Regions from separate parts of the Mus musculus genome. Here all the other regions are linked to region 1. The links are chromatin contacts, called in public HiChIP or PLAC-seq and promoter capture Hi-C maps. All regions are on one chromosome and are shown on one strand. Each heading gives the region's core, a stretch centred on a gene start, on an enhancer-like site or on the middle of the called end of the contact. The rest is flanking DNA. Distances are from core to core; before and after follow the strand shown. Region 1 holds the start of Synj2bp (synaptojanin 2 binding protein). Region 2 holds the start of Ccdc177 (coiled-coil domain containing 177). Region 3 holds the start of Susd6 (sushi domain containing 6). Region 4 holds the start of Slc10a1 (solute carrier family 10 (sodium/bile acid cotransporter family), member 1). Region 5 has its middle 28 kb from the start of Smoc1.

Region 1 (6,339 bases), core at 2,742-5,241:
GATTTCCTTTATTTGTCTGACTGCTCTGGTTAGAACTTCAAGTACTATATTGAATAGATATGGAGAGAGTGGGCAGCCTTGCCTGATTTTTGTGGAATTGCTTTAATTTCTCTCCATTTAGTTTGATGTTGACTATTGGCTTGCTGTATATTGCTTTGATCACGTTTAGGTATGTGCCTTGTATCCCTGATCACTCCAAAACTTTGAACATGAAGGGGTGTTGAATTTTGTCAAAGGCTTTATCAGTATCTAATGAGATTGTCTTAGGGTTTTACTCCTGGGAACAGACATCATGACCAAGGCAACTGTTATAAGGATGACATTTAATTGGGGCTGGCTTACAGGTTCAGAGGTTCAGTTCATTATCATCAAGGCCTGAGCACGGCAGTGTCCAGACAGGAATGGTGCAGGAGGAGCTGAGAGTTTTACACCTGCATCTGAAGGCTGGTAGGAGACAACTGCCTTAAATGTGGTTAGCGTGGTTTCATTGCCCACCCCAACAGTGACACACTTCTCTGACAAGGCCACACCTTCTAATAAAGCCTCTCCCTGGGTCAAGCATATTCACAGAAATCATATGATTTCTTTTCTTTCAGTTTGTTTATATTGTTGGATAATGTTGATGGATTTTTGTATATTGAACAAACCCTACTTTCTAGTGGATGAGTGAGGATGCTTGAATTTCACTTAGAAGGGGAAATAAAACAGTCATAGGAGGCAGATGGAGGGAGGGAACTGTGTGGGTGAGGGGATGGGGAAGGGGATGGGAGGTTCAGGATTGAGTGTGGGGACAGGCAGGAGAGATGGCCAGATCATCACGAGAACCAATGCAAATCTGCAACTGATGAGGGTGGGAAGGTGTATGTGGGGGAACTTGTGGACATGCTAGAGACCTGGGGTAGACTTGTTTAAGAATCAATGGGGATGACCTTAGCTCACAGCATTTGATATATGGAACCTGAAGAGACCACCTCCTGTAGCCAGGCAAGAACCCCAGTGGAGTGATAGAGACACCAACCCAGCCACAAAACCTTTGACCCAAAATTTAACCTGCCTACAAGAAACGCAGGGACTGGAGATGAAGCAGAGACTACAGAATGACCAAGCAATAAGTGGCCCAACTAGAGACCCATCTCATGGGCAAGCACCAATCCTTGATACTATTAGCGATACTCTGTCATGCTTGCAAACATGAGTCTAGCATGGATGTTCTCTAAGAGGCTCCACCCAGTAGCTGACTCAGATGATTGCAGAGACCTTCAGCCAAACAGTGAATAGAGCTTGAGGACTCTTATGGAAGAGTTGAGGGAAGGCTTGTGGGCTCCAAAGGGGATGGAACTCCATAGGAAGGCCAAAAGTGTCAACAGACCCAAGCTCTCAGAGACTGAACCACCAACCAAAGAGCATACATGGGCTGGACTTAGGTCCCCTTGCACATATGGAACAGATGTGCAGCTTGGTCTTCAACTGGAATGGATGCTATCCTAAAAGCTGTTGCCTGTCTGTGGGATATATTCTTCTAGCTGGGCTGTCTTGTCTGGCTTCAGTGGGAGAGGATGCACCTAGCCCTGCAAAGACTTGATGTGCCAGGGTGGAAGGATAACCAGGGGGGCCTCCACCCTCTCAGAGGAGAAGGAGAGGGGGCATTGGGGAAGGACTATGGGAGAGGGTAACCAGAAATGGGGGCAGTGATCAGGCTGTAAAGTGAATAAAAGTAAAACAACAACAACAGCAGCAGCAGCAGCAGCAGCAGCAACAACAACAACAACCCTACAACTAAATCTAACCAAGGAAGTAGAAGGAAAACTTTAAATCTCTGAAGGAAGGAATTCAGGGAGCTACTAGAAAACAGAAAAACTATCCATACTCATGAATTGGTAGAATATTGTGAAAATGATAATTCTATCAAAGGCAATGTACAGATTCAGTGCAATCCCAGTCTCTCAAAGTCCACCCCCACAGTGACACACTTCTTATAACAAAGCCACACCTCATAATAGTGCCACTCCCTAGGCCAAGCATAAAACATCACAGATGAGGATTAGAAAACAAAGCACTCAAAAGATAGTAAGGGACAATAAAAAGCATGGCTATGTGTTCATTGCTTTTAAAGTAGTTATCTATGAGGTTTACGTGGAGTTTGAAGTCACTGTCTTACTAGTAGATGGTTGTGGAGGGGCACCTGACAGGTACAGTTGACAGAGTTGAGGTGTAGTTCTACAAATAAAGGAAGGTAGGACATGTTACACGTGGTTTAAGATTCTCAGGCAATTTCTAGAGAAAGGAATGAAGTTCCTGTCCACCTAGAGCCATACACATTGAGGTTTTAGGCTTAGGACATTGACAATTTTATATACATTATCTATGCAGGGAAGAAATATTAAGTCTATGTCAGCAGCCTTTACAGCAAATGCTGCTCAATGTGCTAGAATGCTTGCTCAGTTGGCAAGAGTTTTTTTTTTTTTTTAAATGGGTAATTTTTTCCTTCCTTCCTTCCTTCCTTCCTTCCTTCCTTCCTTCCTTCCTTCCTTCCTTCCTACCTTTTCTTTCTTAATATGTAAGTACACTGTAGCTGACTTCAGACACTCCAGAAAAGGGTATCAGATCTTGTTACAGATGGTTGTGAGCCACCATATGGTTGCTGGGATTTGAACTCATGACCTTTGGAAGAGCCGTCAGTGCTCTTACCTGCTGAGCTATCTCAGCAGCCCGGCAAGAGATTTTAATCAGACCTGGAGATGACAGGATCCTTCTCCCCTCATGCCTCAGGTTCCCTGCCTTCTTGTCCTGTCTCATTCCTATAGAATCCACCTCTGACTTGTTTTAATAAACCTGAGTTGCTGGCTTGGCTTTTAGCCATAACTTTGAATACCATAGTCTGATTATGCAGTCTTTGATTCTCTTAACACCACAGGAGTCCCTTGAGTCACCATACATATTTATGGTCACCTTCCTGGTCCTTAAGGCCTTTGTAGTTTTGATACCTGAAAGTTTCTTCACCTCTGTTTGGAATGTCCGATCTTAAAAGTCAAGATGGGCTGGAAAGTCACATCTTAAGTCTTGCAATCATTTTGTGAAAAGGACATTTCACCTCCTTTTGCTTGGAGGATTTTTCTTGAACAAGCCTATGATTATCTTTCCTCTGTATATGTGTACACATTTCTTAAGTTAGATAGGCCTATTATTAAATGCAAGCCAGGGATATATACATCTATTTAAAAGTTAAGTAAGAGTCTTGTCAGGTCTAAGTTAAGAAATCTTGTGCATAAGGCCCTGGAAAACAATGCTCTCAGATGTAAATATCAGGGAAATCCTCACTTCCTGTCATGTGTGTCAGCCCAGGTGCCTTGCTTTAAGCAGTGAACACTTGCTTGATGAGAGAGAGAGAGAGAGAGAGAGGGGGGGGAGGGGGAGGGGGAAGGGGAGGGGGAGGGAAAGGGAGTGGGGAGGAGGAGGAGGGGAGGGGGAGAAGGAGAGATGGGGGGAGGTTTCATTTTTTTATTTGGATACATTTTATTAACTAACACGGGGACTGCTAACGAAGGAACTTGAAGCAGTGTTACCAAGTTTTCTTACATGGGGCATCACATTGGATTTCATCTGTATTGCACAAAAGGTTACAATTTCCCACCCAAGTATGCAATCTCATTAGTACTTTGCCTATGATGCCTTTCATAGAGTGGTTTGAGGCTCATAAAAGATCTCTCTCACACACACACACACACACACACACACACACACACACACACACACACATTTGTAGATATTTTGAGATTTTTATTTAAAATGTCAAACGTATCAATGTAATTCTATCTCATACCATTATTACCCTCTCTCCTTCCCCATGCTCTTCCAGTGTAAGCGAGCATTATACCTCTCTTTGCTCATGGCTCCTCAGGATCGGCCTTGAGAACAGTGCGAGGTACCGGAAAACGCTGGTGGGCTCAGAGAACCACCACTCCCAGCATCCTCCACGTTCCCAGTGCCCGCGGTTTCCTTTTCCGGTCTGACCGCTGAGGAAACTGTAAAAGCTATGCTGGGGAGGCAGCGCGGAGCTTGATTCACCTTCACCTGCTCTGGCCACCCGCTGACCCGGGGTTTCCGGCCGGAGAGCAGTCAGATATGAACGGACGGGTGGATTATTTAGTCACGGAGGAAGAGATCAACCTGACGAGAGGACCTTCGGGTAGGCGCGGGACATGGAGGGAGTAATTGCTGCGTCCCTTGCTTTGGCGGAGCCGGGTTTACCTGGCTGGAGAGCAGGCAGGCCCCGACCGAGCGGCTTCCCAGAACGCTATCGGGCACGGAGCAAAGAGTCCATTGGCATCTTTTGTTAGCTAGATAACGGACCCAAGGACTCTGCCCCATAATCCAGTCGGATTACCACAGGCGTTTATGGCCAGGACGGGTTTCTTGCTGTTGGTGGCAATAGCCAAGACCAGGAAAAAGCCCGCTGTTTAGCCAGCGTGTGGGAGCCGCCGTATCCGTTATTCAGTTGCTTGCTCCATCCTTGTTTCTTCGCCGAGGGCCCGTTCAGGTAAAAACAGGAGCAGCGAACGGCGGTGTGTGTGTGTGTGTGTGTGTGTGTGTGTGTGTGTGTGTGTGTGTGTGTGTTTCTGAGTGTCTCACAGTTTCTCCGGTGCTAGGGTCCCTGCCTGCATTTTTGCGGAATCAATTTACCATATCAACTGGAATGCTAAAGCGGGCGGAGACCTTTTACAGAAGTTTTCAGACCTGGCCACACTTGACCACCATTACTTGGGCGTTTTCGTTTTTACTTTTTAGCAAAATATTGAAATGAAAATGTTGTTTTCTAGTCTCACCTTTAGAAATTTGGATTCAGTGTGGATCAAACAATTCTTGAAACAAACACTTCATGTGATTCTGACAGGAAAATTCCCATTTAGCGTTGCTGTGTGGTCTTCCTCATGGATGCTCATAGCTGGATTACTACATCGTGTCACTGCCTTCCTTAGGCTTTGCAGTTTTCTTTATGGCCTTAACATTTTAGGTTTAGGGTTCACCACTTAGAGCCAAGATTTTTTGTTTTTGTTTTTTGTTTTAAATCTAACATCTTACCAGTTTTTTGTTGTTGTTGCTTTTTTTTTTTTGGCTTGTTTTAATGTATTGGCAGAATAACTTAACTGATGGATTCTTGTAGTTTCTTTTCTGTAACATGGAGACAGTTATGAAATGAAGCGTTTCACATATAGTGTTAGGATGAAGCCACTTGCTCTCTGGAAAATATTTAGGACAATGTCTTGATATATGGTAAGCAGTGTGTATTTGTTACTGTTGTCATTAGTGAGTGAATGGCTAAACTGACTCCAGTAAGTTCTGTTAGATACTGTATTCCAAGAGTTGAATAAATCATTGGTTACTGTGAATTTCTATTCTGATGGCCACTACTTAGCATAGTCTGTTAACTTTCCTTATCTATAAGTTTGCAATAGCTTAATCACTGCTGACTATTCTGTGTAAAGCACAGCTTTCAGAACTAATCATATATTTTGTCTTCCTGTTATGAGAAAATTGGAAGTTGATCATATTTATGGGAATAACTCTCTGCTAATCTTTGTGGTTTATACAGAAGCTTTGCTCTGGGTAGTTCTTTGGGGGTGCTGAGGTAACTTGACAGAAGCTAGAGTTAATCTGGGAAGACCCTTAGTTGAGAAAAAACGCCCCCATCAGATTGCTTGTAGGCACTCCTGTTGGCCATTTCTTTTTTTAAAGATTTATTTATGGCCGGGCGTGGTGGCGCACGCCTTTAATCCCAGCACTCGGGAGGCAGAGGTAGGCGGATTTCTGAGTTCGAGGCCAGCCTGGTCTACAGAGTGAGTTCCAGGACAGCCAGGGCTACACAGAGAAACCCTGTCTTGAAAAACCAAAAAAAAAAAAAAAAAAAAAGATTTATTTATTATATGTAAGTACACTGAAGCTGTCTTCAGACACTCCAGAAGAGGGCGCCAGATCTCGTTACGGATGGTTGTGAGCCACCATGTGGTTGCTGGGATTTGAACTCCTGACCTTCGGAAGAGCAGTCGGGTGCTCTTACCCACTGAGCCATCTCACCAGCCCCCTGTTGGCCGTTTCTTAAGTTGATGATGGAGATGGGAGAGCCCAGCTCACTGTGGGCAGTGCTACCATGGGGCAGGTAGGTGGTCCTGGATTGTACGAAAGCAGGCTGAGTAAGTCATTAGGAGCAAGCCAATAAGTAGTGCGGTTTCAGTTTGTGTCTCCAGGCCTGTGTTGACTTCTCTTCATGATGGTCTGTTTAGGATTCAGTAACTCCTTTCATCCCTTCATGCTTGTATCATGGTGTTTTTTTTCATAGCAGTA
Region 2 (6,339 bases), core at 2,528-5,027, 770 kb after region 1:
CGCTCCACTCATCACTTCCTGGATCCACATCTCTGAGATACAGAGATTAAAGTGAAAGTACAAATCATGGTGTTCGGGATTAGACAGAGCCTGGTCCAAATCCCAGCCCTACCTCTTCCTAGCCATGTGACCATCTGTTTCTCTATTTTCTGCTGCACATCCCACAAAGCCTTTGGTGGACTTTGGTTTACGGATGTTTGTTGAGCAAACATCCTTGAACACTAGAGACAGTGGCTCCCTCCAAGTCAGAGGGAGGATTTCTCTGCCAGTCAGGATAACTAAAACAATGCCTCCCTTGGGACACAAGAGAACCAGGTTCACTCTTAGCTCTCCTGTTAGTAACTCTTCACCCTGCTATGGCCAAATATCTGATACAAGCCACTGAAGGGAAAATGTTTATTTTGATTCCTGGTTTAAAAGGGGTATGGTTCATCGTGATGGATGGCATGGTGACTGGTCATATTGTGTCCATAGTAAGGAAGCAGAGAATAGAAACAAAGGGTGTTGGTGCTTAGCCCATATTCCCTTTTCCTCTTTCTTTTTGAGACAGCAGGGCCTTTGTAATTCAGCATAGGCTTGCCTCCAAGTCAATATGCAGCTAAGGCTAATCTTGAATTTTCTGATTTTTTTGCTTCTGCGTCTTGAGTGCTGGGGTTACAGGTATGCACTGCCATGCAGGGCTTTATATGGTGATGAAAATCAAGCCCACAGCTTTGTAGATGCCAGGTAAATATTTTAACAATGGAGCCACACCCCTGCCACTCATTCCCTTCTTTCATTCAGTCCAGGACCCCAGACCATGGGATGATGCTCTCATATGCAGACTGGGCCTTCCCTCCCCAGCTAAACCTAGAAATGACTTTACAGATACACCTAGAGGTAGATCTCTAGGTGATTCTAAATCCAATCAAGTTGGTGATGTAAATTAAGCTCCCTTTAAAAGTGCCTCACCTGGGGCTGGTGAGACGGCTCAGGGGTTAAGTGCACTGACTGCTCTTCCGGAGGTCATGAGTTCATAAACATCCGTAATGAGAAACAAAAAACAAAAAAACTATGGACCAGAGTGAGTGGGGCTGGAACAAGAGGGAGAAGGGAGGTGGGGGGAGGGGGGGAAGTGTCTCACCTGTAACATAAGCCCATTTAATGTGTACTGTCCACCTGGTCCCACTGTGATCAAAAAGACAAACCCCATGTTCTTTCTTTCTGTAGATGAGAAACAGGTCCTCTATCAGCATCTATGCACCACAGGGGCTAACTTGCTAGCTTGTGAGGTTCAAGCCTTACAACTCCTAACATCATTGCCTAAGAGTTGCATCAATACCTCCTACTTCCTCGATCACCATTGCACTTTGGCATCTGCTCCCCGTACAACGTGGTGGGATGTTTGCCAGTGTCACTCAGTCTGATGACTGTTACTTTGGATATTTGATTCCAGAAGAAACCCATTTGGACTTCTGTAGCCTTTAGTACTTGAATCACGTTCTTCTGAGCGCTCTCCTCACATAGCAAGCACACTCTCCTTCCGTTCCTTATTGGTCTCATCCATGGGTCTGCTTTTTCTTTGAAATCCTATCACTGATATCCTGTTATCAACCCATCTTTCCTATCTTCGTGGTCTCACACATATTATTCATTCTAAGACCTGTCTTAGTTGGGGTTTCCATTGCTGTGATGGAATACCATGACTAAAAGCAATTTGGGGTGGAAAGATTTTATTTCTGCTTACAGTCATATTTTTATCATCAAAGGAAGTCAGGGGCTGGAGAGATGGCTCAGTGGTTAAGAGCACTGACTGCTTTTCCGAAGGTCCTGAGTTCAAATTCCAGCAACCACGTGGTGGCTCACAACCATCCATAATGAGATCTGACGCCCTCTTCTGGTGCATCTGAAATCTGAAGACAGCTACAGTGTACTTATAATAATAAATAAATTTTTTTTTTTTTTTGGTTTTTCGAGACAGGGTTTCTCTGTATAGCCCTGGCTGTCCTGGAACTCACTTTGTAGACCAGGCTGGCCTCGAACTCAGAAATCTGCCTGCCTCTACCTCCCCAGTGCTGGGATTAAAGGCGTGCGCTACCACACCTGGCTAATAAATAAATCTTGAAAGAAAGAAAGGAAGAAAGAAAGAAAGGAAGAAAGAGAGAGAGAGAAAGCGGAAGTCAGGGCAGGAACTCAAGGTAAGAAGACGAGAGGCTGCTGCTTACTGGCTTGCTCCTGAACGCTTACTCAGCCTGCTTTCTTACACACTCCAGAATCACCAGAGGTGAAACCACCCACAATGGGCAGGCACCCCCTCATCAATCGCTAATTAAGAAAATGCAAGTCTTGCCTTCAGAGTAGTCTGGGGGTGCATTTTCTCAGTTGAGGTCACCTCTTCTTAAATGACTCTAGCATGTGTCAAGTGGACAGAAAACTAGCCATCACAGGGACCTTACATAGATGGTGACATCCTCGATCTAGTTCCAGTCCAGACCTCTAGTATGACTTAACCAGCCACCTGTTGGATGGTCCTACTCTAATGACGGAGAGGGGCAACTGCCCATAACTGGCATTCCATACCAGCTAATCTTCCCTCCTGGATCCACGCTTTCCGTGTCTGTCTGTCTGTCTGTCTGTCTGTCTGTCTGTCTCAGCATCCCACTGCTCCAGGCAGCCATCCTTGATCCCTCACTTCACACACTAGAGCCAAGCTTTGAGTGTGGTTCCTTCCACTGTATTTACAAACCCCCACCTTCCTCCTTTCCTACCACCGCTCCCTTTCTGGTTCCAACATTCCCTGTGCTGGGTACCTGCAGTGCCTCCCCAACTGCTTCCTTAGTCTCTTGGGCCTTGCCCTGTTGTTGCTAGAGTTATGTTCCTAAAAAGTCTATCTGCGGCATTATTTCCTTGTTCAAAACCTTCCCTTTCCAAAACAAAACAAAACAAAACAAAACAAAACAAAACAAAAACTTTACTTTCCCCTCATGGTTTCCTTTGTTTGCTTGTTTAGTTTCTCTGTGTAGCCCTGGCTGTCCTGGAACTCTGTAGCTCAGGCTGGTCTTGAACTCACAGAGCTCCACCTGCCTCTGCCTCCTGAGTGCTGGGATCAAAGGCGGGCATCACCACCAACCAGCCCTTCGGATTCTTTAGCATCATAGTTCACCACACTCTCTAATGCTACACCTCCCCCCCCCCCCCATTCCTTGGAGGATTCTAATCTGGGATGTCTTTGGCCACTACCACTCACGATGGAAGGGTAGGATGAGGTGTCATCAAAAAGCACTCATTACATGGCATCGATCAGGATCAGTCTCATCGTATGAAACTAGCGACTCGGAAGCAGCATCCGCTGGTCACTTGTGTTCTGCCGCCTGAACCCGTGTGTTTTTGTCGACTGTTTTTAGTTATTTAGGTGAGCAAACAAGGTAATGGCAATTTCATAATGTGGCATCATTCTTTGTTCTCATTCGTTCTCCCATCTTAGCTTTCCTTAAATAAATAAAAATCACTATTTGGACCAGGTGCCCTCTTTCTACCCAATTACTTGCTGACTTGTTGGTCTGCTTAAGATCCCTTTGAGAAATATACTGATTCCTTCATTGTACCCGCCTAAGGTGCCCAAAGACTAGATTTCTGGTGATAACTGCTATGTCCACATCTCTCTGTATTACGTATGTATGCATGCATTCATTTATATGCATACATGTGTAGTTACTGTATTTTTAATTGCTTTGTCGTCCTCTAAGCAAAGAAATGAATACCCTTAAGTGGCCACCAGGAGGCGCCAGGAGCAGCGAGAGACCTGCGGTACCTTGGCGGTAGAGGTGGAGATGGATGCAGAGGCGAGGGAAGAACCCAGCTTCCTTTTTTAAGAATCAGTTGTGAGCAAGGGAGCAGAGCTACGTTATTTTAGGGAGACTTTGTCGCACTCCCCCTCCCCCGGGTAGGTAGCGTCTGGGATGTGTGCTCCCAGTTCGTAGTCTCCCATGGAGAGACGCTGGCTGCTGCAGCCGGCAGTAACCCGACCCCGCCGGCGCAGGGACTGAAGAGGCGCCGGGGAGAGCAGCGAGAGGCGAACAAAAGCCCTCGGCAAGGGGGCCGGAGCCCGGACCTGGGGTAAGTGAACCCGCTCGGAGACCTAGCAGCTCCCAGAATGGAGCGGCAGGGTTTACGGCGCTCTAAGAGCCCACTCCCCTGAGATGCGGTGCGGAAACTGGTGAGCATCAGCGGCTGATGTCTGAGTCCACCATACTGGGGTTGATGGTACCTTTAACTACACATTCGGCCTTGGAGATCGGGTGCATCTGGGAGGATTCAGGTGCCTTGTGCATCTTGAGCAAACACCGGGTGGGGGCTGGAGGAAGAGGAAGGCAGAGAGCTCCCAGCAAGCCCCGCTGGAGAGGCTGGAGAAAGAATCCATCACTCCACTCGGAGAAGCCTTTGGAGACTCTTTTCAGCCCTTCCATCTCCCGGGGGCCCTGCGCTCCGGGTCCTTTTGGTAGAGAGAAATCAACCATAAACTTCTTCCTAGGCAACTGGGGCCCTCGCAGCAATGCACTTTGGCATGCACAGGCCCCTTCCCCTTTTGTGTTCTTGCAAAGCTGCATCCCAGCAGCCCGCCTAAGCTACAAACAAATAGCTAATCCTCCGGGGAATCCTCCAGCGCCTCCCTCGCTGGCTGCAGCCTTCCTTGCACTTCAATCTTTGCAGGAAGGGGATGCAGCTAGTGGGCCTCACGCCAATGTGGTCTCCTGAAAGGCCCTGCATTCTAGGTCTGAGGGAGACTGAGGCTGCTGTCTAAGGCCCAGCGTCCCCCCACCGCAACTGCCCAGCCTGAGTTTTTGGGGCATCAGTTTTAGGATTTACGTTCCATCAGGCCCCTGAGCCTAATCTGAAATCGGATTAAGTTGGGAGGGGTAAATATGGCTGAGGAGGGAGGAACAGCTCACAGATCCTCTATGTCCCCCCGCCCCTCTGTCATCTCAGGGACTCCAACAAAGAACGAGGTTCAGCTATGGTGGACCCGGTGCCAGAAGAGGAGAAAGAGGGAGCGGAGCCCGGTGGCTCTGAAGGGGATGAGGCCACAGCGTCCGAGCCCCCCGATGCCCAGGGAGCCCAGCAGCCGGCTGCCTCCTCGGCCTCCGCCTCCGCGGCGGCGCCCCGTAAGGCTGAAGTCCCCTGCGGGGCAGAAGGTGGACGTCGGGAGCAGTCTCCGTTGCTGCACCTCGATCTCTTCAATTTCGCCTGCCCCGAGGCAGAGGGCAGCCGCTACGTCCTGACCAGCCCCCGCTCTCTGGAGGCCTGCGCCCGATGCGCGGTCAAGCCCGTGGAGCTGCTGCCTCGGGCCCTGGCCGACCTGGTGCGCGAGGCCCCGGGCCGCTCCATGCGCGTGGCCACCGGCCTGTACGAGGCCTACGAGGCGGAGCGCCTGGCCAAACTGCAGCAGTGCCGCGCCGAGCGCGAGCGCATCATGCGCGAGGAGAAGCGGCGCCTGTTCACACCGAAGGGTCCGGCGGCAGCCCCGGCCTCGGCCTCAGCCTCAGCCTCAGCCTCGGCCCTGAGCGGGGGCAGCAGCAGCAGCTGCAGCAGCAGCAGCAGCCTCCCGGCCTCGCCCGCCTCGCGAGTTGCTCGAAGGACTTCTCCCAGTCCCCCCGCCAGGAGCCGGCCTCCGCCCGCCGGTTCTCGGACAGGTAGAAAGAGCCACTCGCTGGACTCGCTCTCCCGCCGGAGGGACGGTGCCCTGAGCTCCGAGTCCGGGGCCTCGTCGTCGTCCTACAGCGGGGAGAGCCTTCGGGAGCTTCGCTGGCCACCTCGAGCTTCCGCCAGGAACAGCTGCCCCGCGGGCTCGGCGTCGTCTGCACCTAACCCACTGGGCCGCCCTTCGGCCCTTGCTCTGGTTCCGCTCACGGCCCGCAGCTTCAGCCTCGGAGACCTGAGCCACTCGCCGCAGACAGCCCAGCATGTGGAGCGCATCGTCCGCCAAGTGCGCGCCGAGCGAGGCCTGCGCGGGGTACCCGAGCGCGACCGCAAGATCGCCGCCCTCATGCTGGCCCGGCACCAGGAAGAGCGCCTGTTGCTGGAGCAGCGCGCCGCGGCCCACGGCCAGTGGGAGCAGCAGCGCGTGCGCGCCGAACAGCGGCGGGAGCGCGAGGAGCGAGAGAAGCAGCGCGCGCTGGAGCGGGGCCGGCGGGCCTGGGCGGCGCAGGTGGAGGAGCGGCGCGGTCGCCGGGGCCGGGAGGAGCGCGAGGCCGCGCGGAGGCGGCAGCAGCAGTGCGAGCGCAGCGAGGAGCGGCGGCGGGAGCTGGCGGAGCGTCAGGGACTGCTGCGGCGGGAGCGGGTGGAACGCGCCGCGCGGGACGA
Region 3 (6,339 bases), core at 1,380-3,879, 740 kb after region 1:
TGTGTGTGTGTGTGTGTGTGTGTGTGTGTGTGTGTGTAGGAAGCAGTGAAGCAGGAACCGAGGCCCCAGACACAGTAGAGGAGGAAATCCCCTGTCAGAAGATGCATCATTACATAAGTGCTCCAGTTCAATCGCCACACCATGGAGACCGGGCAGGAAACCACAGAGTGCTGAGGTCTTGCCACCTACCAGGCTGCAGGACCTTTTTACCTGGCTTTCTCTTTTCAGTGAGCTTGAATGCTGGCTCTGGAGAAGCTGGACTCAACAAGTCAAACTGACACCTGGTGGGCTTGCTCTCAGGACTGCATACCCTGAGCCTTTTCTATAGCAGAAGGTGAGGATTTTTTTCCTCTCTCATTCCTACTACAATATCCAGAGTCCCTCTGTAGACAGGAATCCCATCTACAGGGTCAGTCTCGAACTGATAACTGTTCTTCCTTTTAAACTTAATGGGTACAAAGTTCCTTAAGCAGCAAACAGTGAGCCAGGCATGGTGGCTCACACCTTTAATCTCAGCACTCGGGAGGCAGAGGTAGGCGGATTTCTGAGTTTGAGGCCAGCCTGGTCTACAAAGTGAGTTCCAGGACAGCCAGGGCTATACAGAGAAACCCTGTTTCGAAAAAACAAAAAACAAACAAAAAGCAGCAAACAGTAATGAAAACTAACACCATAAATCAAAATAAACTAAATTAAAAGTTGAGCACCATGAAAATCTGTCTGGTTTCAGTTTTAATCATCCCAGTATCTATAAAACCAGGTAACGACTGGCATATGCTGTGTATGATATGAAATTTAAAAAAAAAAGTGAACTAGTATTGTGCAACCTACCATTACTGGGCTTCCAGGAGCAAGTTAGGGATGCTTATCATCAGAGAAAGAGCCTCAAACAGTGGTGTTTTGAGAAGAATCTAGACACTCCAGAACTTACATTTGTGGCTTACATTATTTAACATGTGTAACTTTCATCTCAACTGAAAAAATAAGGATAATATCGGCCCTACCTCAAATATTATTACATGAGATCAAAAGTGAAACTTGGGCCAGTGTGATAGCTCAGAGTGGAGAAGCACCAGACGTGATCACCAGAGTTCAATTGCTGGGAGGTAGAAAACTGGCTCCTGCAGTTTGTTCTTTGACCTCCACACCAGCACAAGTTCACACACTCAAACTCACACACGCTAAATGAATTTAGCTTGGGACACAATAAACCCTCAACAAGTTTTCCACAGTATCACCACCTTATGAAGTGATTCCTTTATTGAAATACAGGAATCCACTCCCACCCCCAACTCAAGACAGTTCTCATTTCTACTTGAATGTGCATCTAATGAAAAATGCAAAGCTCAGAAAACTAAGAAGTCAAAGCCAAGGGCATGTCTCTACTAGTCTCCACTAGATGGTGACAGCCTGGGTGTAGAATTCCCAGAGCACAAAAGTGTGTGTGTGTGTGTGTGTGTGTGTGTGTGTGTGTGTGTATGTGTGATTTTATTATTATTATTATTAACCAAAGGGATTCTAACACCAAAAACCGATTGACCAGTGAAAAGTGGAAAGTCACTGCGGATCTTGCAGATCTAGAAAGGACTAAATACCCATGGCTTAACTGAAAAGGATAATGTCCCCGCACCTCTCTTCGAACCCCAACCAACAAGAGCAACAAAGGGCAGCACACTACCTTGTCACCAAAGAAGTGTGTGGCAACAACATTGGGCCTCTGCTGAACTAATGTAAAGTTCCCAATGAACTTAATGCCTCTTTGGGATCCCCGGCCTTGCTGCCCTCCCAATTCCGTTACAGGTAAGTTTTTCCACCATGGTGGCTGTCCCGGGAGGGACCATCAGTCTCACAAGTAAGAAAGTCTATATGTAGTTACAGTAAAACCGAAACAAAACAGGAAATGGGTTCGGCAAGTTTCAGCCCACATAATAAGAAAAGTTTTTGCGACTGAAGAGGCGACCAGGCGCTGGGGCTCCAGAACGCTCCCGCGCACAGGCGAGCGGCTGCAAGGTTTCCTCAGGAAACCCACCTCGGCCAAGCCGGTCCCGCCGTGCGGAACCGCGGCTTCGCTGGACTGGAGGGCCTCCGCCTTGCAGCGCGCTCCACCGAGCCCGATCTGCTCTCCGCTCTCGGGCACCGGCACAACCACGCCGCCGCCCTCGGAGCGGCCCGACCCGGCTACTCCCGCGCGGCTCGCAGTGCTGACACCGGCCGGCGCGGTAGCAGGCGGCCGCGCAGAAGGCCCGCGTCCCTGAGGAAGTGCTTGCCCGCCAGTGCCCTGACAACCGGCCCCGCGCGCCGCTGACACAAAGCCGGCCCCTCCAGCCCGGGCGGCGGTGACAACTCACCCGGGAGCGGCGCCGAGACCTCCGGGAAAGGGGGCGCTAGCAGCTCCCGCGTCGCCGAACCCGCTCCGCCGCTGAGCGCGCCCGCCTGCCTGCACTCCCTGTCGGGTCCCCCGCGACGCCTCGCGTGCCCTGGTCTGGCTCACGCGGCCGGGCGCTGACGAAGGAGGAGGACGAGGACGAGGACGCGAGCGGTGGCCGGCTCCTGAGGATGGAACGCGGCGGCGGTGGCGACGGCTGCGCCAGCGTCACTGGCCCAGCTGTACGACGCGGGCGGGGGAGGCCCCGCAGAGGGGGCAGGGCAGGGACGAGGCCTGGGCGGGGTCAGGCACGCACGCAACAAGCGCAGGCGTCGCGCCGCTGCGACCGCCCCGAGGAGTCACGCGCACGCGCCTCTGACCTTGTCTGACACGCCCCTGGCGGCGGGGGGAGGGAACCTTAAAGAGACAGTCACTCGAACTGCTCTGGCTGTAATACTCTAGTTAAGCCACCTTCCTAGAGGGCCCTCCGGTTCTTTTACTGTTATTGTTTGGTTATTATTTGGATGTTTTAATTACTGTCATTTGCAAGGAAGTATACTGTTGTTTAAGAGCCTCTTCTACACACGTCGCCCATTTAGGTCTTGAATCGCTTGCCTGACCTATCTTCAAAGCAGGTTATTATCTCCCTATTAAGCTGTACTCTAGGTTAGGGTGTGTAACTTAACTATCTCAAAAGTGTCCCGAGGGGGTTAGGTGGGGGTGGAAATGTAGATCAGGCCATTCTGATTCTATAACGCTGGGGTGGGCTTCAGGAATCTTTTTAATGGGTGTCCCTGAGTGCTATTTCTGCGCACTCAAAAACACCTGGCAGATCTTAAATGGAGGAAACTGACATTCCAGCGAGGCCTGGGGAACCTAGAGCTGCAGGCTTGGCCCCTAGCTTTTTGCTCTGCTTCTGAGCCTCCTTGAATTGCTTTCAAGCGCGTCTTAGGTGAGCAAATTGAGCACTGGTCAGCTGCATCCATTTAACAGTGACTCTCACTACAGAGGGGTGGCCATATGACAGTAGGAACTATCTCTTTGTGCCTAGGTACTTGGTACTAGGTACTTGGCCTGTCTTAGAGGTGCTCAATAAATGTTGAAGCACTCCTTGAAAATCAGTGACTCATAAATTAAGAAGGCCTGTTAGCCTTTTCTTTTTTTTTTCTTTCTTTCTTTTTATTTCTATTTATTTATTTATTTATTTATTTATTTATTTATTTCGAGACAGGGTTTCTCTGTGTAGCCTTGGTTGTCCTGGAACTCACTCTGTAGACCAGGCTGACCTCGAACTCAGAGATCCGACTGCCTCTGCCTCCCAAGTGCTGGGATTAAAGGTGTGCCCCACCATGCCCAGCCTTTTCTTTTATCTGTGCAAGTGCCCTACCTAGGATCTACTGGAGTTTTTTGTTTCTTCTTCTTCTTCTTTTTCTTCTTCTTCTTCTTCTTCTTCTTCTTCTTCTTCTTCTTCTTCGTTCTCCTCCTCCTCCTCTTCTTCTTCTTCCTCTTCCTCTTCTTTCTTCTTCTTCTTCTCAGTTCTCCTCCTCCTCCTCTTCTTCTTCCTCTTCCTCCTCTTCTTTCTTCTTCTTCTTCTTCTTCTTCTTCTTCTTCTTCTCAGTTCTCCTCCTCCTCCTCCTCTTCTTCTTCTTCCTCTTCCTCCTCTTCTTTCTTCTTCTTCTTCTTCTTCTTCTTCTTCTCAGTTCTCCTCCTCCTCCTCCTCTTCTTCTTCTTCCTCTTCCTCCTCTTCTTTCTTCTTCTTCTTCTTTTTCTTCTTCTTCTTCTTCTTCTTCTTCTTCTTCTTCTCAGTTCTCCTCTTCCTCCTCCTCCTCCTCTTCTTCCTCTTCCTCCTCTTCTTTCTTCTTCTTCTTCTTCTTCTTCTTCTTCTTCTTCTTCTTCTTCTTCTTCTTCTTCTCAGTTCCCCTCTTCCTCCTCCTCCTCCTCCTCCTCCTCTTCTTCTTTTTCTTCTTCTTCTTCTTCTTCCTTTTCTGCCAGATACCCTTTGAACAAAGTTACACCTCAGGGCCTTTCACCTAGAAAGCTTCCAATAAAGGTGCTGTGAATTACTGCCACAACAACACACCCATCCCTTAGAGCAGTGGTTCTCTCAGCCTTAATGCTGTGATCCCCTTAATACAGTTCCTCATGTTATGACAAAACTCCCAACCATAAAACTATTTTTTGTTGCTACTTCATAACTATAATTGTGGTAGTATTATGAATCGTAATGTAAACATCTGTATTTTTTGATGTCTTAGGTGCCCCCTGTGAAAGAAAGGGTCCGGTTCAACCCCTTTCAGGGTCCCAAATCACAGGCAGAGGACCACTTTAGAAAGCTCCCCCCTCTCCCTGTGGGCCTAGGAGAAACCCCTGATGTATTCCCTTCTTTTTCCTTTCTTCCTCTGAAAAATAGACACCTGGCATCCTGCCTACTTACCCAGTCTGAGGGAGCTGCACCTGCCCAGACCATTAAGGGGGTTGAAAAACATCAGCCTGGCAGGATCTGGACAGCCTGTAATTCCGGCATTAGGGAAAGAGGTTGAGGCAGGAGGATTCCAAATACAAGGCTAGCTTCAGCTACAAAGCAAGATCCTGTCTCAGCAAAAGAAAAGATGAGAAATACTGCAGGACCGTAGCATAGCTTACTAAAACTTGTGGTCCTGGCAGGAAGACCCAAGAGACAAGAGAAAAGAAACAGGGAAAGGGTAAAGAAGAGCCCGAGCCCCACCAAACAGAAGGATGGGTGAAAAAAAAGAAAGCAAAGGAAGAAAGTGGGTATACAGACAGATCATGTCTTCTGAAAGGACAGCTGAGTCTCCAGCCGTGCGTGGCAGTTTGGCCACTAACAGGGAACTTCATGGAACACTTGCCGCATCTCACGATGTCAACCCATATCATTACTCACCACCTACCAGAGTTCAGCAACTGGGAACAAAGTCCTCCAGCCCGGACTGTGTCCGGGGCTCTCCAGCAGTCTGGCAGGAATCCAATCACATCACCCCGCTGAAAAACCGACACCTAAGCCTCCCCACCCTGCTGGCACATCTCTAACAAGCTACCACCTGCCACACCTCTGAGACCTCACCATCTGCTCCCCTACCTGGAGTGTCCTTTCCCATCCACCCTTCCTCACTGGCTGTGCCTCTCGCGTCCCTCTGGAAGGCTCTGCTTTATCTTTACGTCCTCACTTTTTTCCCTTTGCTTTTATATTGCCAGGATGGGGATCAGGTCTAGCCCTCTTCTCTCTGGCCAGTACGGGCTCTCCAACCTTTTCCTTCCCTCTTACCCCTCCTAGCATACTTCCAATACTCCCTATAGATCTTATATCCTGCCTTGCTCTGCTCTCCTGCCAAATGAGGATGGTTCTCCCTGGCTTAGAGTAAGTGCTTGTTGTGGTTTGGTTTGGGTTTGGGTTTTTGTGGATATCCCAAGATGGAGGTTAAGAATGATCTTATGTCCCCACCCGCTCACACAAGCAACCCCGGTTAAATGAAATAGGACCCCCAAGATAGTCATGAAAGTAGGAGAGAGACTTGATGATAAGAAGAAAGGGTTTGGTGGCTGGGGATAAGAGGATGATGGAGCTGGGAAACATGATCAAAGTATAATATATATATATATATATATATGTATGTATATATATACATACATATATATATATAATTGCAAAGGAATAATTAAGAATAATTTGGGTTTACAAGAGTCGTAAATGCATGAGAAACATTTATTTTAAAAAGAGCCTTTTTATTTTTTTATAGCTCTAGGAAATCAAACCTAGGCTTTTCGGGGGGGGGGGGTTGTTGTTGTTGTTGTTTTCTTTCTCCCCCTAAGATAGAGTTTCTCTGTGTAGCCTGGCTGTCCTGGAACTCACTCTGTAGACCAGGGTGGCCTTGAACACACACACACACATATCTGTCTGACCTGTCTGTCTCCACCCCTCCCCCCAGAGTCTGCTCCACTACTGCCTGACTCCAAACCCA
Region 4 (6,339 bases), core at 1,694-4,193, 560 kb after region 1:
ATTCTCATTAAATCATATCAGGGAGCTGAGGGCAAAACTGGGTATAAGAAATCAGTCATCACCAGCCAGCCTCAGTGAGACTCACGTCAGCCAGGGCTGCCATTGTTCTTGTTCCCTGGCCATAAAATGTCCCTAGCTTAACTAATAAGAGTGTCCCTTTCTGAACTTCAAATTGCTACCTAAGATTTTCTACATCAGAGCCAGTAGCAAAAACATCTCAACCTAGCTTCACTAATAATTTTATTTTTTCCAAATGTTCTCTAAGGGTGGTGGTCATTGCTGACAATCTGCATCTCTAAATTCTTCTGAAGGATGGTGACTGAATCACTAATCTCCTCCAGCAGCAATGCATAAACGAGATTAAGCACTAATATTGTGAGGGCCAGAGATACTGCCCAGCGAGGGGTAGAGTTGCCCTTAGAGTCTTCACACAGTTCTTAGATTAAGAGTGAAGGGAGGGCAGCAAGCAGAGCAGAAGTCCTCAGGACACGTGGTCCTCAAGGTGGTGCCTCAACAAAGGAGCGCCCATCGTGGCTGAGTTCACACAAACCAGTGGGCCACGGTCCATGTGTTCTAAAGCCATTTGTCATTCTTCCTGCATGGCCCTCGGCAACCACTCAAATCATGGTGGCCAGAAAACAGAGAGAATGTCTGCATGAGTTGGCTTTCTCCAAAGAGAGGAAGCAACCTCCTTCAGGATACCACCCCAATGCTCAGAATGGCTAGCTGTGGGCCTCCCTCTCCTCAGGGGCCATTGGACACAGGCCCATGAGGGCAGAGGGAGCAGAAGCAGCAGGGAGCAGGGTTTGTACAGCCGAGAGAATGATGGAAACACTTCTAGGAGTCAGCTTCAGTGAGACAGTTTGTGGTGGTTTGAACATGCTTGGCCCAGGGAGAGGTGCTATTAGGAGGTGTGGCCTTGTTGGAGGAAGTGTGTCATTGTGGGCATGGGCTTTAAGACCCTCATCCTAGCTGCCTGGAAGCCAGTCTTCTCCTAGTGGCCTTCAGATGAAGAGATAGACAGACCTCTCAGCTCCTTCTGCACCATGCCTGCCTAGATGCTGCCATAATGGACTGACCCTCTGAACCTGTAAGCCAGCCCCAATTAAATACTGTCCTTATAAGAGTTGCCTCGGGGGCTGGAGAGATGGCTCAGCGGTTAAGAGCACTGACTGCTCTTCTGAAGGTCCTGAGTTCAAATCCCAGCAATGACATGGTGGCTCACAACCATCCATAATGAGATCTGGCTCCCTCTTCTAGAGTGTCTGAAGACAGCTACAGTGTATTTATAATAAATTAATAAATAAATAAATAAACGTTTTTTTTAAAAAAAAGATTTGCCTCAGTCTGGCTGGAGAGATGGCTCAGTGGTTAAGCATACTGACTGCGCTTCCAGAGGAGGTCAATTCCCAGCAACCACACGGTGGCTCACAACCATCTATAATGGGTTCCGATGCCCTCTTCTGGTGTGTCTGCAGACAGCTATAGTGTACTCATATACATAAAATAAATAAGAAAATCTTTTTTTAAAAAAAGTGTTCTTTGCCTTGGTCATGGTGGGGAAACTACACCTAACAGACCCGCTCAGTCTCATAGTTGAGGTGAGTCGGGGGAGTTCAGCTCAGGATGGCCATACCTGCCTCTCTAATGCTGCTGATGTTGCATGCCTCCCACCTGGTTTCCATCATGAGACCCACAGGCCCAACATGCAAAATAGAGCCATTGGGAGTGCAGTAAGAAAAGGCCACTCATCTGCAATGCCTAAAATTAACCTGCACACCCCACCTGCCCACAAACCTGGTAACTTCCTAGAATGCTATAAGCTGTCATTCTTGAAAAATAACAATGCCTCTTGGGAAAGTGGTTTATAGATTAGTCTTTGTTTGTTTGTTTGTTTGTTTGTTTTTGGTTTTTTGTTTTGTTTTTTTCGAGACAGGGTTTCTCTGTATAGCCCTGGCTATCCTGGAACTCACTCTGTAGACCAGGCTGGCCTCGAACTCAGAAATCTGCCTGCCTCTTCCTCCCAAGTGCTAGGATTAAAGGCGTGTGGCACCACCGCCTGGCATAGATTAGTCTTTAGAAACCCCCGCTACATGTCTGTCTCAGGGCACTTAGCTGAAACATTTCAGGAACTGGTTCTGACCAAAGTCTACCCCTTGGCTGGTATTTAATATTTAATAGAGCTTGCTTTATATATGGCCAAAAAATAGTGGAATTATTTTTTTTACCTGGTGCATCTCAAGCTTGCTACAACCTCACTTCCTTCTCTGAAGTCTCTCAAGTTATGGATACCTCAGGCACCAGCTAGTTACTCTCCACAGCTGGAGTTTCTCGTGAGCTGGGCTTTGGATAATCTCCAGGCTTCCAAGAGCCCAACGTACCCCAGAAAGTTTTTTCCCCTCTGGAGATAAGTAAGTCTTTCAGGGATTCATGGTGCCACCCCCCAACCAACCCCAACCCCCACAGGACACGTATGGTCTAGATATGGGCACAAAGCAAGGTCTCAGAGGAGGACAGTCATGGACACAGCCTCTCCTGAAGACAGCAACACCACATCGCCCCCCCATCCTGTCCCATGGCCCTCTGGCCTTTGCCACTTAGATGAGGAAGGCAAAGGCAGAAACAGTCTCTTTCTCTCGGGAACAAATGGTGACTCACTGAGGATAGGGAAGGCACCTTTTCCCAGGAAACAACCTGAGGTCTCCGAGACTGAGCTAGAAGCAGGAACTAAAGGGAAAGGTGGACATGTTTTGTTGCAGGTCCTGGATGGGTCTCAGAGACGCTATAGTGAAGCATGCTCAGCAGGGTAAAGAATGAACCCTGTGCTGGGTACGAGCTCCACTCGGCAGGCACAGAGGTCAGAAAACTTAAGCAAAGTAGGGGATCCGGGGAGATGAGGTTATGGGCTGTCTTATAACCACAACCGTGGTTCTGCAGGTTGCATAATCTTTTATTTGCCCACAGCTACATTTTGTCCAGAAACTCTGTCCTGAAAGAGGACTGAAGAAAACATCCAGCCAGCACTGGGCAAGGAAGGGCAGGAGCAGAGAGTGAGGTGGTGTTCACTGGGTCGGAGGATGGAGGCGCACAACGTATCAGCCCCCTTCAATTTCTCCCTGCCGCCTGGCTTTGGCCACCGGGCCACAGACACTGCGCTCAGCGTCATTCTGGTAGTTATGTTGCTGCTCATCATGCTCTCGCTTGGCTGCACCATGGAGTTCAGCAAGATCAAGGCTCACTTCTGGAAGCCCAAAGGGGTGATCATCGCCATAGTGGCCCAGTACGGTATCATGCCCCTCAGTGCTTTCCTTCTGGGCAAGGTCTTTCATCTGACCAGCATTGAGGCTCTGGCCATCCTCATCTGCGGCTGCTCTCCTGGGGGGAACCTGTCTAACCTCTTCACCCTGGCCATGAAGGGGGACATGAACCTCAGGTAGGACCGAGGGTTAAGAGGAAAGGGTGTGGGATGGGGTGCTGCCGAGATGTCATGATCTAGAGAAGATCTAGGCTGGAGCCAGGAGCGGGGAGGGACGTAGGAGCTGGATTAAGTTTGGCATTGATTGTCAAAGGTTTATGCTAAATTGGGGCAGCCTCTGGAATCTCTTTGGTTTAAATCCCAGGGGGAAAAAAAAAACATTAAGCTGGTCCAGAGGTATGTTAGACACCCCTGAACTCCCAGAAGTCTCTACAGGATCACTGTAAAGGAGAATAGATTTCGATGAAAGAGTTCCTCAGAACCACAGTCATCTGACTGGCAGGGTGTCAGCTCTGAGGCTGAAAATCTAGCAAGGGTATAATGGGTCCAGAACATTCCAGGAAGGCCAAGGTGACTTGGAACCAAACGAGCATCTTAAATTTCCTGCAGAGAAGAGACTCCAAAGGCTCTTCTCCAGTATCTGGGCATCCAAGGTATCTGCTAAGACCCTTTACCGAGTTGTCAGATGTGGTGAGATTGCCAACCAAAGAAACTTTATGTAGAATTGAGGCCCCAGCGATTGCCCAGGTTAGGCTGGGCTCCACTCAGTCTAACAAGAAGGGAGAAGGCTAAGACCAGCCTGAGCAGCCAGGTGGTGGTGGTGCATGCCTTTAATCCCAGCACTTGGGAGGCAGAGGCAGGTGGATTTCTGAGTTGAGGCCAGCCTGGTCTACAAAGTGAGTTCCAGGACAGTCAGGACTATACAGTAAAACCCTGTCTCAAAAAACCAAAAAAAAAAAAAAAAAAGACCAGCCTGAGCCTAGAGCATCCTGATCAGGTAGCACTCGTGAAGCGCCAGACTCCTTGGGCTTGGTGGAATATCTGTCCTTCACACAGCTGTGACTGTGGCAGTGAATGTCAAGGAGAGGGGCCCCTCTCAGCCTGCTCGGGCAGTGCACAGCATGGGTGAACTCACTCCAGACACAAAGCCAGTCTCCTCTAGGCCTGATTCTCAGTGGAGTTGTTCAGTGTCAAGTAGAGAAGGGACCGCAAAGGGAGCATACCTTGCCTGTGCCTAAACTTTACAAAGAAAACTTACCTAGAAGCCTCTCCTGGTGAGGCAAAACAGCAGGAGGGCAACTGGAAGGAGGGGCAAGGCATTAGTCATGCTGTCCTGTAAGCAAGGTTGGTCGCACCTTATACGTCCCAAGATGTTAAACCTCAGCTCTGGTGCAGGACTATGTAGTCACATTAGTCAGAAAGGGGGCACGGTGGGGAATCTGGGGATCTGTGGAAGCAGCCGATGGAACTGTGTGACCCAGTCTCTTCCTCCTAAGCAAACTTATCGTTCTCATACACATTAACCATGCCCCGATCCACCTGGCTGAGCGGGAATAATTATCATGTCCAGACAGACTTTGAATCCCTGTTGTCCTGAAAAGTGACTACATGCATTATTACAGCAATGACAGCAAAGCTAAGGACCTTCACTAAACAAACATTCTTTTCAACAAAGTCAATCTTTAAACTTACATTTTTTTTTAAATGTGTACGGGTATTTTGTATGCATGTATGTCTCTGTGTACGACGTGTGTGCCTAGTGCCCAAGGGAGACAGAAGAGGGCACTGGATCCCCCTAGAACTAGAGTTACAGTTCTAGTAAGTTCTGTAAGCAGCTATGTGGGTGCTAGGAATCAAACCCATCTGTCAGAGCAGCTAGTATTCTTCTCTCTCTCTCTTTCTCTCTCTCTCTCTCTCTCTCTCTCTCTCTCTCTCTCTCTCTCTCTCTCTCTCTCTCTCTCTCTTTGGTTTTTCGAGAGAGGTTTCTCTGTATAGCCCTGGCTGTCCTGGAACTCACTTTGTAGACCAGGCTAGCCTTGAACTCAGAAATCCACCTGCCTCTGCTTCCCAAGTGTTGGGATTAAATTCGTGTGCCACCACCACCCAGCAATTTTATTTTCTTAATACTCTTGTTGCCCACTGTATACATCCTGCACTGGTCCTTGTTTCGGCGGCTGACATGAAGGGGTACATACAGAAGGGAGTGCCATAAATGACCACATTCACAGATAAGGAAAGTCCTAGGGCTTAACACTTTCAGCCAGGGGCTGGCTGGCTGGCTTTAGAACTGGTATGTCTGCAGACGTCTTGAGAGCTATCCTGTATATTGACAGAGTGAATGGAGGCTGCCTGCCAGTCTCAAAGGCACTGGCCTCTCTGATCAGACATATGCCTTGTACAGGAGAGAACCTACTGTCATCACAGCTTTCTGCTTTAGCTTTGTTTGTTGGTTGTTGATTTGGTTTGGTTTTTTGAGACAGGGTCTCTCTGTGTAACAGAACCCTGGCTGTGGCCTGGACTCACTTTGTAGACCAGACTGGCTTCAAACTCACAGAGATCCACATGCCTCTGCCTCCCAAGTGCTGGGATTAAAGGCGTGTGCCACCATGCCTAGCTGCTTTTCCTTTTAAAATATATTTATAGGTATGAGTGCTTTGCCTGAATGTATGTAAAGACATGTGTGTGTGTGTCCTGGTGCCCACAGAAACCAGAAGAGGACACTGGATTCTCCTGAAATTGGAGCCATAGATGGCTGTGAGTCACCATGTGGGTCCTGGGAGTTGAACCCTGGTCCCCAGGAACGGCAGCCAGTGCTTTTAGCAGCTGAGCCATCCCTCCAGCCCCAAGATTTCTTCTCTTCAAGAGAAGACTTGAGTCTCCATTTTTAGGTGAAATCTCCAAATTTTCAAACAGCATCAAGTCATACGTATATATCTAAAAGGCTGTGCAAAGCAAGCAGTGTCCAGGAGTCAAGTGTGGCTCCAAGGCCTACTCTGAGGCCTCTCTTTTAAGGCCATTATGTCCCAGAGTTAGAAGTAAATGATGAGACTCTTATTCCATTTTACTCATTAGGAGACAGAGGT
Region 5 (6,339 bases), core at 2,032-4,531, 530 kb after region 1:
TTTTTTAAAAGCCTTAGCCAGGCAGTGGTGGCACACCCCGTTAAGTTTACTCAGGAGGCAAAGGCAGGTGGATCTCTGTGAATTTTAGGCCAGCCTGCTCTACAGAGGGAGTTTCAGGACAGCCAGTGCTACAAAGAGAAACCCTGTCTCCAAACAAAAACAAACAAGAAAAAGCAGAACAGGTAAAAGTTCTAACCAAGGAGTCCGTAGCGTTGTCAAGTCAGCCTGTGACGGCTCTGTGTAGCCTGAGTCATTGACCCTGCTCTAGGATACATCAATGCAGCTGTCCTCAGCCCGTGCGTAGCAACTCCCTTAGCAAACCTCTACCTCCAAAAATATTTACAATTGATAAGTAGCAATTAAAATAGTTTTATGGGGCTGGAGGGATAGCTCAGCGCTGCTCTTCTAGAAGTCCTGAGTTCAATTCCCAGTAATACACAGTGGCTCCTAACCATCTGTAATGGGACCCAATGTCCTCTTCTGACATGAAGATAGAGCACTCATACATTAAATAAATAAATAAACAAACAAACAAACAAATAAATCTTTTTTTAAAAATGTATGTTTGGGGGTCACCACAACACGAGGTGCTGTATGAAAGGCCGCAGCATTTTGAAGGTTAAGAACCTCTTCATGAAAGCATTATTAGCAATGTTGTCATAAAATCATGCCGAGTTCATAAGACTGAGTTAGGAATTGGGTTGGTGGGTTTTGTTATTATTTACAAAAATGAAGAGTGTTGATTAAGAGGCTAAATGTAGTGATACCCTTAATCCCAGCATTTAGGAGGCAGAGGCAGGAGGATCACTGTGAATTCAAGACCAACCTGTTCTACACAGCCAGCTCTGGGCTCTAGGACAGCCAGGGCTACATAAAGAGACATTCTCTCCAAAAGAAAAAAGAAAAAAAAAAGAGGAGGAGGAAGGGGAAGAGGAGGAGAAAGAGGAGGAGGAGGAAAAATAGGAAGAAAGAAAGATCAATATCAGAGGATCGTTTTAAGTAGAACAGAAAACATCTCCACACATCTGAATAAGTGCTGTGCACTTCTTGGCATGAGTACTTTTATCTGTTCTATGACACACACACACACACACACACACACACACACACACACACCCCAGGAAACTCCTAACCTTTTGTGGTAGTTGGAATGTAATTGACCCCCACAGGCCCATAGGGAGTGATACTAGTAGGAGGTGTGGTCCTGTTGGAGGAAGTGTGTCACTGCGGAAGAGGGCTTTGACGTCTTGTATTATGCTCAAGCCACGCCCAGTTCAACAGTCTCTTTTTGTTGCTTATGAATCAAGATATAGAACTCTCAGCTCCTTCTCCAACACCGTGTCTGCCTGCAGCTGCCATGCTTCCTGCCATGATGATAATGGACTGAACCTCTAAAACCATAAGCTTGCCCCAATTAAATGGCTTCCTTTATAAGAGTTGCCGTTGTTGTGGTGTCTCTTCAAAGCAATGAAGCCCTAACTAAGACACGCTTCACCCTCCGAACTGCTGAGACACCTTTCCTAACCCATTTTCCCTTCCTTCCAGGTGTTGTTCTTTTTGAGCCCCTCCAACCCTAAGGGTTAACTCCTTTGAGCACCCCACCCAGACATAAACGCAAAGGGTACAGCCGAGAAGTTTTGAGGACACACCTACAGCCTGGGGATCCCTAACACCTGTTCGTGTGGAAATGAACTCCCCCGGGTGTCTTCAGTGATGACCTTTCTATCAGATCCACAGAGTGGGACTAGGAACGTGAACGAACACATGGGAGCCCAACCTCGTAGGAAAAAATGGAGACCTGAAACAGGTCTCCGGTCTCTGTGGCTCTGGAGCCTGGGACTGGCTTTTGAGTGGCTCGGGTAAGCTTTGGGGCCTGGGAAACAGAAATGATCAGTAGGTTACAGCCACTGAACACCATAGTAGGTTGGGGAATAGAGGTGACTATTTTAGAATCACTCACAAGTTGCAGTCAGAAGTGAAAATCAGGTTATACGGTCTTCCTAGTAATAGTGGACCAGCAACAGGACAGGCTGCCCCACATGAGGTCCCCTCCTTACTTATTTCAGTGCCAGGTTAAGGCTCTATTTTTGCCCTGGCAGTGTCCACTTCCCTCATGCCACCCTTCACCAGGACTTTCTCTGATGTTTTAGGCTCTTCCAGTGCCCAGCGCTGGCTTGAGACAGTCTTAGTAAAGAGAAACGAAGGGGACAGTTGGAGGGACTGTGGCCACTCTTAGCCCATTGGGGCCTGTGAGGATGTGGGCAGACAGACACCCAAGTCAAGTTTCCTTGCACTCTGGGCTCCTTCAGATTCGGTATGAAATTTGGCCTTGTCTAATTCCAATCACCCTTTCCGCCACATGCTCTGCAAACCACAGGACTGATGTTTAAGAATCCAAGAGGAATTCTATTGTTTCGAAAAAGATTAAATTAATGAGCCCAGAGAAGGCTCGCTTGCCAGCACACGCAGCAGGTTAGGAGTGCTTTAAATGGTGGCTCTCCCATTTAAACAAGGGCAGCTCCCCCAAGGGAGGGTGGCTTTTGACTAAATCTGAACTCATGGGGGGATGGGGTCACACCTGAAGGGCAGAGGCCAAGGATGCTGTCAAACATCCAGACACACACAAGACAGCCCTCACAAGAAAGACCCCAGCTAAAATGTCAACAGTGCCAAACACCCAGCTTTAAAGTCATACACACCTGGGTTCAAACTCCAGGTGTACAATTTCAGCAAGCCTGCAGCCTTTCCAGCCTGGATTTGCACATCTGTAAAGATGGGTAAACATTGCATTTGGAGTTAAAGCAGTCCTCTAGTCTGTGCTGGGGTTGGCGAAAACATTCTGATTTTTAAAATGAATAAAAAGAGGTAGGCGGATCGCTAGGAGTTCAAGACCAGCTTGGTCTACCTAGAGAGTTTTAGGACACCCAGGACTACATAGAGAGACCCTGTCTTAATAATTAAATAAATAAATAAGTCTACTTAAAAGGTGTGACAGTTGGGTCATCACACATGAAGTGGCCCAGCCTGGAAACTGTATTTGATACCTAGAGCTGTCACTTGCTTCTTTCCCGGGTGTTTGGAGCTGAAACCCTTAGGAGAACCTTCAGGCCTCTTTGTCTTCCGTAGGGCATCTGAACCTCCTACAGGGCCAGCTGCACCGCGGTTGGGTTGCGTCTAAAGACCCACGATCCGAGTGGAGGACGGCCTCATTTCCGGTGACAGTGGACTTGAGCAGCCTGCCTCTCCTTTGGAACCGCGCAGCGGGTCCAATGCCAATTAGCTGAGCCTGAAAAATGAGTGTGCTCTCCGCTCTCCAGGGGGACGCAGGGTGCCCCCAGCCCGGCCTGGGGTTGCTGCCCCGTTCCCCCTATTGTGCCTTCAACAAGAGCGTTTTATTGAAAAGAGCTGAGTGCATCTAATGCAGTTATCCGTGTCCGCCCCATCGAGCCATGGGCTGGGAGCGAGGCGCGCAGCTGCCGCCGCCTCACACGCTCGCAACAAAGGAGGGCGCCGTGGAGAATTTGCTCCCCTTTGAACGGCTCATCTGGTTTCCATTTCTGAAAGGTTCCCCAATCTTTGCTTCCACCCAGCCCCCACTCCAGTGCTGCTCCCCCACACCTCGCTTCGCTCCAGCTGTGCCCCTGGGGGAGGGTGCCACAAGTTCCTGCGCCATCACTCCCTCGTGCCTGTGGGAGACGTATGCACCCCCTTGCATAGGCTAGGACCAGCTGGGCAAACACACCTGGCTTACTATTGGCCTGAGCCACCTTGCTCATGAGGATCTGAAACTCAGTTTCCCCATCTTTAAAATGCCTTGTTTTGCAAGCCACATCGATGATTTTCAACCCCAAAATGGAGAGGGGCAGTTTCGTGAAACATTTGGCAAGTGCATAACAAAATAATTAAAGCAATTTAAATAGCCTTTAATGTCACAGCCCAAAACAAACCATCAGCTCTACCAAGTATTTTCCCTTAGTTGTCTTCTTTGAGCATAAGAAGTCATGAATAAAATTATCATTGTATAATTAGAGTCATATTGTGTATCTGGTTGTATCTCCTGCCTTTATTTACATCAGGGAGTTTTTGTACGTTCATAGTCTTTGAAAATGTGATATTTTAAAACAGCTGCAAAATACACCATCATGAGCTTTCCCACAACTGATTTAATGTGCTCCCCCCTTTTTTGTTTTTTAAGATTGTTTGCCCCATTTGCTTAGGCGGTGGTAATTGTTTTTTCCCCAACACCACAATTTAGAGGGCTATTTTAAAAAAATCAAATCCTCAAGTGTTTTCCCAAATTGACATCTGGGTCTAAATCTGTCACACACACACACTCCCACACACACACTCCCACACACACCCTCCCACTCCTGCTACAAATCAAAGACATGAGGCAGGCATTTGCATGACTTCCTAAGACTGTGACTGAGGGGAAAGGTCATCCTGGCCTCCTCCCCTGTCTGATACCCCCCAGGCACCTGCAAGATGGAAATTCACATTTGAATCATGGCCCCTGTAAAATTATAGCCTTGGGCAAACTATATAAATCTGAGTCCTCAGGTGCATGGCAGAGTCCATCACACCACGCTCAAAGGGCTATGGAGAACATGGAGAAACTATACACAGGGTGCATAGTGCACACGGTGCCGAGCATGTGGCAGGGTACAAAAGCCTTGCTGCCCCACGTACTGATGCTGTGGCCCTGGTGAACTTTCCGAGGCCCTGTGTGCCTCAGTTCCTCCACTTATAACACAGAGGGTTTACGAGGATAAATTAAGTAATAACAAACCTCCTGATACTTGCCAAGTCCCCAGTAGAAGCAACTGTCCTTTTTGTGAGTCTGCCTGACCACCTTTAGAGAACGATGAACCTCTTTCATCTCTCAGGACCAGCCCCTTCCAATCCCCTTATCCATACATAGTCTTCCTACCTTGCTCATGAGGCAGAGCCCTGGGAAGATGCTGGGTGCCCAGAAACATCCTCCCAGATCTCCACCTGCAGCATGGCCTTTGCTTCTGGTCTCTGCATTCTCTCTGACTTAGAGAAGGGGAACAGTGCAGACGTTAACTCATTATAGTCACCAGACAACAGTAAACACTTAGCCAGCAGATCACATCCCAATGATGTAGTCATCTCTTTTTAAAAATTGGTTATCATGGTATGCATTCATGATGTGTAGGGGGCACACATGCATGGCTGACTTGGTTCTGGAGGTCAGAGGGCAATGTTATGTGGTCACTTTTCTCCTTTCATCTATCCATGCACTCCAGGGATCGAACTCAGGTCACCAGGCTCAAGCAGCAAGTGCCTTGACCTGCTGAGCCATCTTGTCAGCCCATAATGTCACCTCTTTTATAGCTCAGGGGCTAAGTGACTTGCCAAGATCACTGGCTTAAATTTGAGCTGCACATGGCCCCAAGCTTCCTGAAATGGTTGTAGAGCCCAGTAAAATGATCACTACAGCCTGAGAGAGAATCTGCACCTTCCAGTACCTGCCCGACTTTAGAAAAAGGTGAGTGACATGTAGTTTTTCACAAGTAGCACAACCAAAAACCATCTCTCCTCTTAAGATAGGTTAAGAATCTTCTTGCCCAGCAGTGATGGTGCATGCCTTTGATCCCAGTGCTCGGGAGACAGAGACAGGCAGATCTCTGAGTTCCAGGCCAGCCTGGTCTACAGAGCAAGTTCTAGGACAAAGAAACCTTCTGTTGGGGAAAAGAAAATGGAAGAGAAGAGAAGAGAAGAGAAGAGAAGAGAAGAGAAGAGAAGAGAAGGAGAAGGAGAAGGAGAAGGAGAAGGAGAAGGAGAAGGAGAAGGAGAAGGAGAAGGAGAAGGAGAAGGAGAAGGAGAAGGAGAAGGAGAAGGAGAAGGAGAAGGAGAAGAGAAGAGAAGAGAAGAGAAGGAAGAAAAAAAGGAGGAGGAGGAGAAAGAAGAAGAAGAAGAAGAAGAAGAAGAAGAAGAAGAAGAAGAAGAAGAAGAAGAAGAAGAAGAAGAAGAAGAGAAAAGAATCATCTAGTTATAAGTGATAGGACTCTTAGCATAAACTGACAAGAAGAAATTAATTGCTCACATCAGCTGAAAACTCCAGGTGACCATGTTGGTGGAAATACATCACAGACACACTCTCATGGTGGGAACACACCACTGGCACTGTCATGGTGGAAATATGCCACAGGGCACTGTCAAGACCTCCCAATGCCCACAGGTGTCACAGTTTGAGCAACAGAGCAATGTGATATTATGTAGTAACTCAAAGAGTGTGTCTGGGATGTGGCTTTGGTATCGTGCTTGCCTAACATGCACGAAGCCCTGGGCTCTATCTCCAACATCCCGTAAACT

Evidence for each region. Promoter capture Hi-C pulls out the DNA fragments that hold promoters and counts their contacts. HiChIP or PLAC-seq counts read pairs in DNA pulled down with a chosen protein or histone mark. Capture Hi-C pulls out chosen DNA fragments and counts their contacts.
Region 2: a promoter capture Hi-C map of liver shows a contact between it and region 1. The contact joins the promoter of Ccdc177 here to the promoter of Synj2bp in region 1. A contact is called at or near these places in 3 of 39 promoter capture datasets (hippocampal neurons, liver and stem cell-derived epiblast-like cells), 1 of 115 datasets of contacts at active chromatin or transcription factors (bone marrow-derived macrophages) and 1 of 9 other capture datasets (liver).
Region 3: a contact with region 1 is called in a promoter capture Hi-C map of hippocampal neurons, with 3 times the contacts expected there. The contact joins the promoter of Susd6 here to the promoter of Synj2bp in region 1. A contact is called at or near these places in 2 of 39 promoter capture datasets (hippocampal neurons and liver) and 2 of 115 datasets of contacts at active chromatin or transcription factors (extraembryonic endoderm stem cells and pancreatic cancer cells).
Region 4: a promoter capture Hi-C map of hippocampal neurons shows a contact between it and region 1, with 9 times the contacts expected there. The contact joins the promoter of Slc10a1 here to the promoter of Synj2bp in region 1. A contact is called at or near these places in 13 of 39 promoter capture datasets (the 3T3-L1 cell line, 3T3-L1-derived adipocytes, the C10 cell line and 8 more), 1 of 15 datasets of contacts at CTCF or cohesin (the NIH/3T3 cell line), 5 of 115 datasets of contacts at active chromatin or transcription factors (embryonic hindbrain, embryonic stem cells, kidney and 1 more) and 1 of 9 other capture datasets (pancreatic islet).
Region 5: an H3K4me3 HiChIP or PLAC-seq map of embryonic stem cells shows a contact between it and region 1, with 4 times the contacts expected there. The contact joins the enhancer-like site here to the promoter of Synj2bp in region 1. A contact is called at or near these places in 9 of 39 promoter capture datasets (3T3-L1-derived adipocytes, cranial neural crest, embryonic stem cells and 4 more), 6 of 484 Hi-C or Micro-C datasets (the HL-1 cell line, adipose-derived mesenchymal stem cells and embryonic stem cells), 13 of 115 datasets of contacts at active chromatin or transcription factors (the NIH/3T3 cell line, the SCID.adh cell line, T-cell acute lymphoblastic leukemia and 6 more) and 1 of 9 other capture datasets (embryonic stem cells).

The regions. Positions count from the first base shown.
Region 1 is chr12:81,530,563-81,536,901 of GRCm38.p6, reverse strand. Synj2bp (synaptojanin 2 binding protein) reads left to right here and starts at 3,991. Exons shown (of 4, transcript NM_025292.7): 1 at 3,991-4,186. The coding sequence starts at 4,123. It overlaps Gm20498 (predicted gene 20498), which reads left to right and starts at 3,991. Exons shown (of 6, transcript NM_001309848.1): 1 at 3,991-4,186. The coding sequence starts at 4,123.
Region 2 is chr12:80,758,153-80,764,491 of GRCm38.p6, reverse strand. It overlaps Ccdc177 (coiled-coil domain containing 177), which reads left to right and starts at 3,777. Exons shown (of 2, transcript NM_001008423.2): 1 at 3,777-4,095; 2 at 4,966-6,339. The coding sequence starts at 4,994.
Region 3 is chr12:80,786,822-80,793,160 of GRCm38.p6, reverse strand. It overlaps Susd6 (sushi domain containing 6), which reads right to left and starts at 2,629. Exons shown (of 6, transcript NM_178682.4): 1 at 2,346-2,629.
Region 4 is chr12:80,964,683-80,971,021 of GRCm38.p6, reverse strand. It overlaps Slc10a1 (solute carrier family 10 (sodium/bile acid cotransporter family), member 1), which reads left to right and starts at 2,943. Exons shown (of 4, transcript NM_011387.2): 1 at 2,943-3,433. The coding sequence starts at 3,078.
Region 5 is chr12:80,996,008-81,002,346 of GRCm38.p6, reverse strand. No RefSeq gene overlaps it. Among named protein-coding and RNA genes, the nearest start is that of Smoc1, 28 kb to the left of the region's middle. Within about 2 kb of position 3,281, at least 50 of the 459 cell types and tissues checked have an H3K27ac peak or open chromatin away from gene starts, as enhancers often do. A contact at or near this core is called in embryonic forebrain, where this site is marked.